Linked DNA regions of Mus musculus: region 2 is linked to region 1. The links are chromatin contacts, called in public promoter capture Hi-C maps. All regions are on one chromosome and are shown on one strand. The core of a region is the stretch at or near the end of the contact, and the rest is flanking DNA. Distances in the headings are between cores, read along the strand shown.

Region 1 (3,711 bases), core at 777-3,276:
ACATGCAAAAATTACTCACCATAACCAAGCATCTATTCGAAGAGTAGAAGACTGATTCAATACATGAAGAACTACCAAAGTAATACATCATAGGGACAGAAGGGGAAAACACACGCACATACACAGACATGCACACAGACACACAGAGAGACACACATGCACAGACACACACACATACACACATATACACACCATACATACACACACACACCACAAACATACATGCACATATACCACACATACACACACATACACACATACCACACATACCACACACCACACACACATGCACACACCACACATGCACATACACCACACACACACGCACACACACACGCACACTCACGCACACACTTACTCCACACCTTACTCTGTAAACAAAAATTAACCCAAAGTGAATCACAGACCTAACTGCAAAACTAAAGGTATAAAACTTTTCAAATTAAATATACCAGAAAAAGCTGTGACCTTGACAAAGATTTCTTAGACATACCAAAGGACAGTTCAATTATTTCAAAATTTTAATTAAATTTTAACTATCAAAATTTAAAACTCCTGCTCTGCAAAAAGGCAGTGCTAAATGATAAAGAGGAATACCAGACAGAGAGAAATATTGGCAAAACACAAGCCTGATAAAGAATTTGTCTTCTAATTAAAGCCCTATCAAAGCTCCATAAGAAATAAATAATCCAAAAATTTAAAGACACAAAAGCTTTGCAGAGATAATTCACTCAGTGCAGCAAAAGTGTTCCATGGTGTTAGTCACATCATGAGGTGTTCCATACTGTATGGCTGAGAAGATGTCCCACGGCTTACATCAAAGGAGGCAGTAGAACACACTAGGACAGGTGGGGAGGGCTGAGGTGGGAGCACCCGCCACTCTCCCAAGCTGCTAGACACAATCTGCTGCTGCCTATAAAGCTGGCCTGTCCTGAGCAACCTTTCTCCCAGTCATTTTATTTGTAATCATCAAAAAAAGCAGAAGGAACGAAAAGAAAATGAGTCTCGTTCTACTGATGAACAACAGGTCAGCAAACTGGAGCAACATCCACACGGTGGACCCTACTCAGTGGCACGAAGGAATCTCAAATGCATGGGCCTCAGAAGGAGTCAGTTCAAAGAGCTCATCTCCGTGACGTCACTCAGGCATCATGGGCAAGGCAAAGCACAGGCACAGAAAATGGACCAGTGATTGCCAGGCAGGACCCGGGGACAGAAGCCATCTTCAAAAGGACACAAGGGGATCGTGTAAATAATGGGTTCGTTCTGTGTCTTAATTGTGGTGCTAATTGCATGACTCTGAACTGTCAAAACTCACAGTGCTGAGCTAAACGGTATGAATTTCTCCATGTCAATTATAACTGAAATGTTAAAAGTGTACGGCTTTTATAAATTACTAGAATTGCCTTCAAATGTGAGGTTGCATTTCTGTAGTGTTTGTATGTGTTGCCATTATCGGGCTATGCACAGAAGATGTTCCAATTTCTTAGGGCAGACTATTCATTTGACTGAAGACTGACAGAGAAACATCAAGCCTGCTGGGAAACCTCCTCCCACTGTGGGAAAAGAGTGCTCTGAAATTGCACATCCCCGTCCCTCCTCTCCCGTCACATACAAGCCCAGCATAAAACCTTCTTTCTTGTCTGTGTTCTGGCAATAGTTCATTTGCTTTATCATAATTCATCTGAATTGTTTCATGCTTGCTGGCAGTTTGTAGGATCTGGCCAGTAGTCATCTGGATGATCTGAAATCTCTGTTTATTGATATCAGTCTGGACATAATCTCCTATGTTTGATAGCAGAGTGAGGCTTTCTGCTTGAAGTGAGGAAAAAAAAAAAAAAAAAGCAGAACCATCTGTTTTCCCAGAAACGCTCTCTGCACAGGATCAAATTTCATGTCTTAAGTGGCACCAAATTTTTAAAAAGAAAAAAAAATACATGAAGAAGTAAAGAGCAAACAACCGAACATACAACATCCCCACACATAAGCTGGCTGACCAAGCCGAGGAGAGCATCAATCTACTGCACACTTATCTCATCCGGAGAAGTGCTGAGCGCCGAGCAGCTCCTCTTTGCTTCTAAGCACTAATGGGGGAAATGTTTTCCTCTCATTTACTGAAAATAACAGAAATGCTGTATCAGCAGATGGGCCACGACACAAGACACACACCGGAAACAAGACGCTGCCTGGCACATTGTGAGCAAGACAAAGAGGTTTCCTTAGGGCCTCATTTTTGCAATCTGAAGTTGAATTTTGAAAAAGTAAACTGTGGAAGGAAAGGGCCTCCTCCCCCGGGAAAGAAAGAGTGTGCATACAGACAGAATCCAGAGGTCTAAGACACACACACACTGAAGCCACACCAGACTGGATGTCAGACAGAGGACCAGAGGTCTAAGACACACACACACACACACACACACACACACACACACACAAACACACACACACACACTGAAGCCACACCAGACTGGATGTCAGACAGAGGACCAGAGGTCTAAGACACACACACACACACACACACACACAAACACACACACACACACTGAAGCCACACCAGGCTGAATGTCAGGGAGAGGAAGGTAAGAGCAGCCTCGCTCTCCATCAGATGGAAAACTGTTAAATAGAAGAGAATTAGTTACACGCAAATAAAAGCAGGACTACAGCAAATATGAAATTCATACCTCTCTTGGAATATACTACCCCAGAGTACATATTTTAATTAACATAACAAAGAAAAATGGTTAGTAGTAAAAAAAATTTCTCATAGTTAATCATTTGATAAAAGGAAATTTTTATATAAAAATTCTAAATTTCAGGCCAGTTTGCTGCCAAAGCTGCCAGCCTGAGCTTGACCCCGGGATGTATACAATGAAAGGTCCCAGATCCCACAAGTTGCCCTCTGACCTCCACGTGCTGTACACTACACATAATGAACAAATTAACAGAATTTAACAATTATACATTCCTGGGACTGGAGAGGTGGTTAAGAGCACTGACTGCTCTTCCAGAGGTCCTGAGTTCAATTCCCAGCAACCACATAGTGACTATAGCCATATGTACTGGGATCTGATGCCCTCTTCAGGTGTATCTGGAGACAGTGACAGTGTACTCATGTATGTTAAATAAATAAATATAAATATAAATACATTATAAATTCCTAATTTGAGTCCATTATCTCAGGAAGAAGCTAATGCTGCTAGAACGCTGTCTTAGGGTTTTATTGCTGTGAACAGACATCATGACCAAAGCAACTCCTACAATACAGACAACATTTAATTGGGGCTGGCTTACAGGTTCAGAGGTTCAGTCCATTATCATCAAGGCAAGCGCACAACAGTATCCAGGCAGGCATGGTGCAGGAGGAGCTGAGAGTTCTACATCTTCATCTAAAGGCTGCTAGAAGACTGACTTCTGGGCAGCTAAAACGAAGGTTTTAAAGCCCACACCCACAATAAGACAACTACTCCAACAAGGCCACACCTACTCCTACAAAGCCACACTTCCTAACAGCGGCACTCCCTGGGCCAAACATATACAAACCATCACAAACTCCATGGTAAAAGAAACATCTAGAAAGTCAAACAAATAGCCAGGCATGGTGGTGCACACTTTTAATCCCAGCACTCAGGAGGCAGAGGCAGGTGGATTTCTGAGTTCAAGGCCAGCCTGGTCTACAAAGTGAGTTCCAGGACAGCCAGGGCTATACAGAGA
Region 2 (3,385 bases), core at 520-3,019, 2.1 Mb before region 1:
ATATATCTGAGAGGCTCTGCCAGTGCCTGACAAACACAGAGGTGGATGTTCTCAGCCAACTATTGGACTGAGCACAGGATCCACAATGAAGGAGCTAGGGAAAGTACCCAAGGAGCTGAAGGGGTTTGCAGCCCCATAGGAGGAACAACAATATGAACCAACCAGTACCCCCAGAGTTTCCAGGGACTAAACCACCAACCAAAGAGTATACATGGACAGACCCATGGCTCCAGCTGCATATGTAGCCGAGGATGGCCCTGTGGCATATCAATGGGAAGAGAGACCCTTGGTCCTGTGAAAATTCAATGCCCCAGTGTAGGGAAGAATTCAATGCCAGAATAGGGAAGCAGGAGTGGGTGGGCTGGTAAGCAGGTGGGTAGGAGGGATGGGATAGGGGGAAACAAGGAAAGGGTATAACATTTTAAATGTAAATAAAGAAAATATCTAAAATAAATAAAAATAAAAGCTGGCCGAGAGCTTGTTAACATTTAGTTGCTGATCTAGTAGTTCTTGTGCACCTTGAGCAAGCTTCCATATCCTGCCCAACGGCTAGGCTTACTTCTCTGTTTTTCACTGCAAGGGTGTTGTGGTGTTTGAACCTGGAAGATCCACTCAGAAAGTTTCTCTTCACATTTGTCATGCATTCCCTCAGTACTCATGGTGCTGTAGCCCTGCTATAGGATATGAGGTTTCTTTAGGAGTGCCAGACAGGTTTTCTGGCTGATTCTCTGTAGGCTATGAAAAATTTCTAGGGCTCCCTCCCTCACTACTCCTGTAAACCCTCTGTCTCAAAAATCTCACCTGGAAATCCTTCTCTACTCCTAGAATGGTATTTTTATTCTATGTGTGTCCTATCCCAATTACAGGAGCTTGGACTCAGGCCTGTTATTTCTGGCTCTGGACTGGGATTCACAGCGTTACTCTGTGTAGACCTGAGGCAGCTGGAGGATTTGTGCCTAGGCAAGGAGTTTGGAATTTGTTAACATGCTGAACAGCTTAGGAGTCACCATAGCCATTTGCAAAGGGCCAACAGATTATGGTAGCATGGTAACATAATTAGGCCAAGCCTTTTTCTCCTTCGCTGTATAGTCTCCAGAATGTTCCTTAGTATCCCTCTCCTCTCCACCTGCTCTTCCTCCTCCTCACTAAGGACTGAATCCTCCTCCTCACTAAGGACTGAATCCAGGACTTCCCACATGCTGAGTAACTGTTTTATCACTGAGATGTAACTAACACCAGCCCTCAGTTGCCATTTTATCAGGAAACTGGGAACAAGAATACCTCCTTCAAGAACAGAGATAATGTAAAATTAGTATTCAGTAAAATGCCTTGTATGTTACTTTTTTATTCTTTCTAAGTCATTTTACATAAATATTATGGTTCTGGCTTTCACATTCCCTAGAGTTGAATCGTTGGGACAAATCTTACAGTAGAATAATTATGTAATGAGACAGACATGCCGATGACCAATTAATTATGAGAGATGTCACAGAAAATAACAGAAGAGGAAAAATACTTAGAAAATTGATGGAGACGGTAGTGGGTGCCTTTACGATGTCACTGTAGGAGCAATGGCTCTGTCTTATGAACCCCTGGGGACACGCTTGCTATCAATGATAGGAGATGAGTCAGCAACACTACCAAGGCCAAGCACAGGTGGAAACTAACTTTCTAACTGCAAAATAAGACTAAGGGCGTGTAGCATGTGAGGGTGGGCTGGTACGCAGCCGCTGAGCGGAGCCAATCACTGGGTGCAGTGGGTCCTGCCGTGGTGACGTCACGGTTGCCATGGAGAGGCCAGCTTCGTAGAGACCCTGGGCTGGTAGCGGCTTTGAAACCTTGTTCTCTGGCACCATGAGCGGACGGAGTAGGGGTCGAAAGTCTTCCCGCGCCAAAGGCCGGGGCAAAGGCCGGGCCAGAGCCCGGGTCCGGGCCGCTGCGGAAGACGCCTGGCACGACGAAAAGCCACCACAGAGCCCGCGGCTCGGGGAGGACTCCGCGGCCGCGCAGGTGCAGGCCGGCGCAGCTCAAGGAGGCGCCGAACCAGCCGAGCTGCGGGAAGAGGCGGCCTGCCGCCTCCCGCTGGACTGCGGCCTGGCGTTGCGGGCTCGGGCTGCAGACGAGCGCGGGCTGGCGGCCCCTGATCCGGACCTGGAGAGGGCCCGTTCCCTCGCCGAGCGCCTGACCAGCGACACCAGCTTCGTGGGAACCGTGGGAGCCTTGGCGAAGCTGCGACGCGGCTCCCGCATTGGAAATCGGCGAGTCCCCGGGAGGAAGGCCCCAGATACTCGGAGCGCCACGGGGAGGGGACCTCAGGCCACAGTTAGTGGGAAGCCGAAGATGGCCTCTGCGGGGTTGTGCGCCGCTGCTCCAGTGGGGGAGGAAAAAAAGATGACAGAGAAGCATGCTGGGGCAGGGTCTCCCGCGACAGTGGGCAGCATGGATACCCTAGAGACGGTCCAGCTAAAGCTAGAGACCATGAATGCACAGGCTGACAGGGCATATCTCAGGCTTTCACGCAAGTTTGGCCAGTTGCGACTTCACCACTTAGAGCGCCGGAACCTCCTCATCCAGAGCATTCCGGGCTTCTGGGGGCAAGCTTTTCAGAACCATCCCCAGCTGTCAGCTTTTCTGAATACCAAAGATAAGGAGGTATTGAGCTATTTGAACAGACTGGAGGTGGAAGAACTTGGCCTTGCCAGGTTGGGCTACAAAATCAAGTTCTACTTTGGCCGAAACCCCTATTTCCAAAACAAGGTGCTCATTAAGGAATATGGCTGTGGTCCATCCGGTCAAGTGGTGTCTCGTTCAGCTCCAATCCAGTGGCTCCCAGGCCATGATCTACAATCCCTAAGCAAGGAAAACCCAGAAAACAATGGTAGCTTCTTTGGGTGGTTTTCAAATCACAGCTCTATTGAGTCTGACAAGATTGTTGAGATAATTAATGAGGACCTGTGGCCCAATCCTCTACAGTACTACCTGATCAGTGAAGAAGCCCGTGGAGAGAAAGGAAAGGAAGAAAGGCCAGGTCCAGCAAAACTGAGCCCTGCACCTGCAGTGAGGCAGCCCAACTGATCCGACACAGATCTCCCTACCACCTCTTGCTGGACCTGTTAGGCTGACCACGTGGGTTTGGTTGTCTGCCTTCTGTTCATACCATACATGGTAGCCACTTTGGACTTATCTTCAAGAATGTGACATTTGTGATAATATTCTCTGCTTCCCCATGACCTCACCTTGTCACAATAGTGTTGCATGTGTGACATTCTCACTGTTTGTGTATCAATCACTTCTGATATATGACTTTCTCTACACTATCCAGTCCCTGTTCTTGGCTCTGGCTCTTCCCACTTTCCTTTCACCTGGACATTCTGAGTCATTGTCC

What was found. Promoter capture Hi-C pulls out the DNA fragments that hold promoters and counts their contacts.
Region 2: a contact with region 1 is called in a promoter capture Hi-C map of hippocampal neurons, with 4 times the contacts expected there. The contact joins the promoter of Tspyl5 here to the enhancer-like site in region 1. A contact is called at or near these places in 5 of 39 promoter capture datasets (the 3T3-L1 cell line, cranial neural crest, hippocampal neurons and 2 more).

The regions. Positions count from the first base shown.
Region 1 is chr15:31,625,831-31,629,541 of GRCm38.p6, reverse strand. No RefSeq gene overlaps it. Among named protein-coding and RNA genes, the nearest start is that of Gm32383, 8.0 kb to the left of the region's middle. Within about 2 kb of position 2,026, at least 38 of the 459 cell types and tissues checked have an H3K27ac peak or open chromatin away from gene starts, as enhancers often do. A contact at or near this core is called in hippocampal neurons, where this site is marked.
Region 2 is chr15:33,686,267-33,689,651 of GRCm38.p6, reverse strand. It overlaps Tspyl5 (testis-specific protein, Y-encoded-like 5), which reads left to right and starts at 1,769. Exons shown (of 1, transcript NM_001085421.1): 1 at 1,769-3,385. The coding sequence starts at 1,855. The coding sequence ends at 3,075.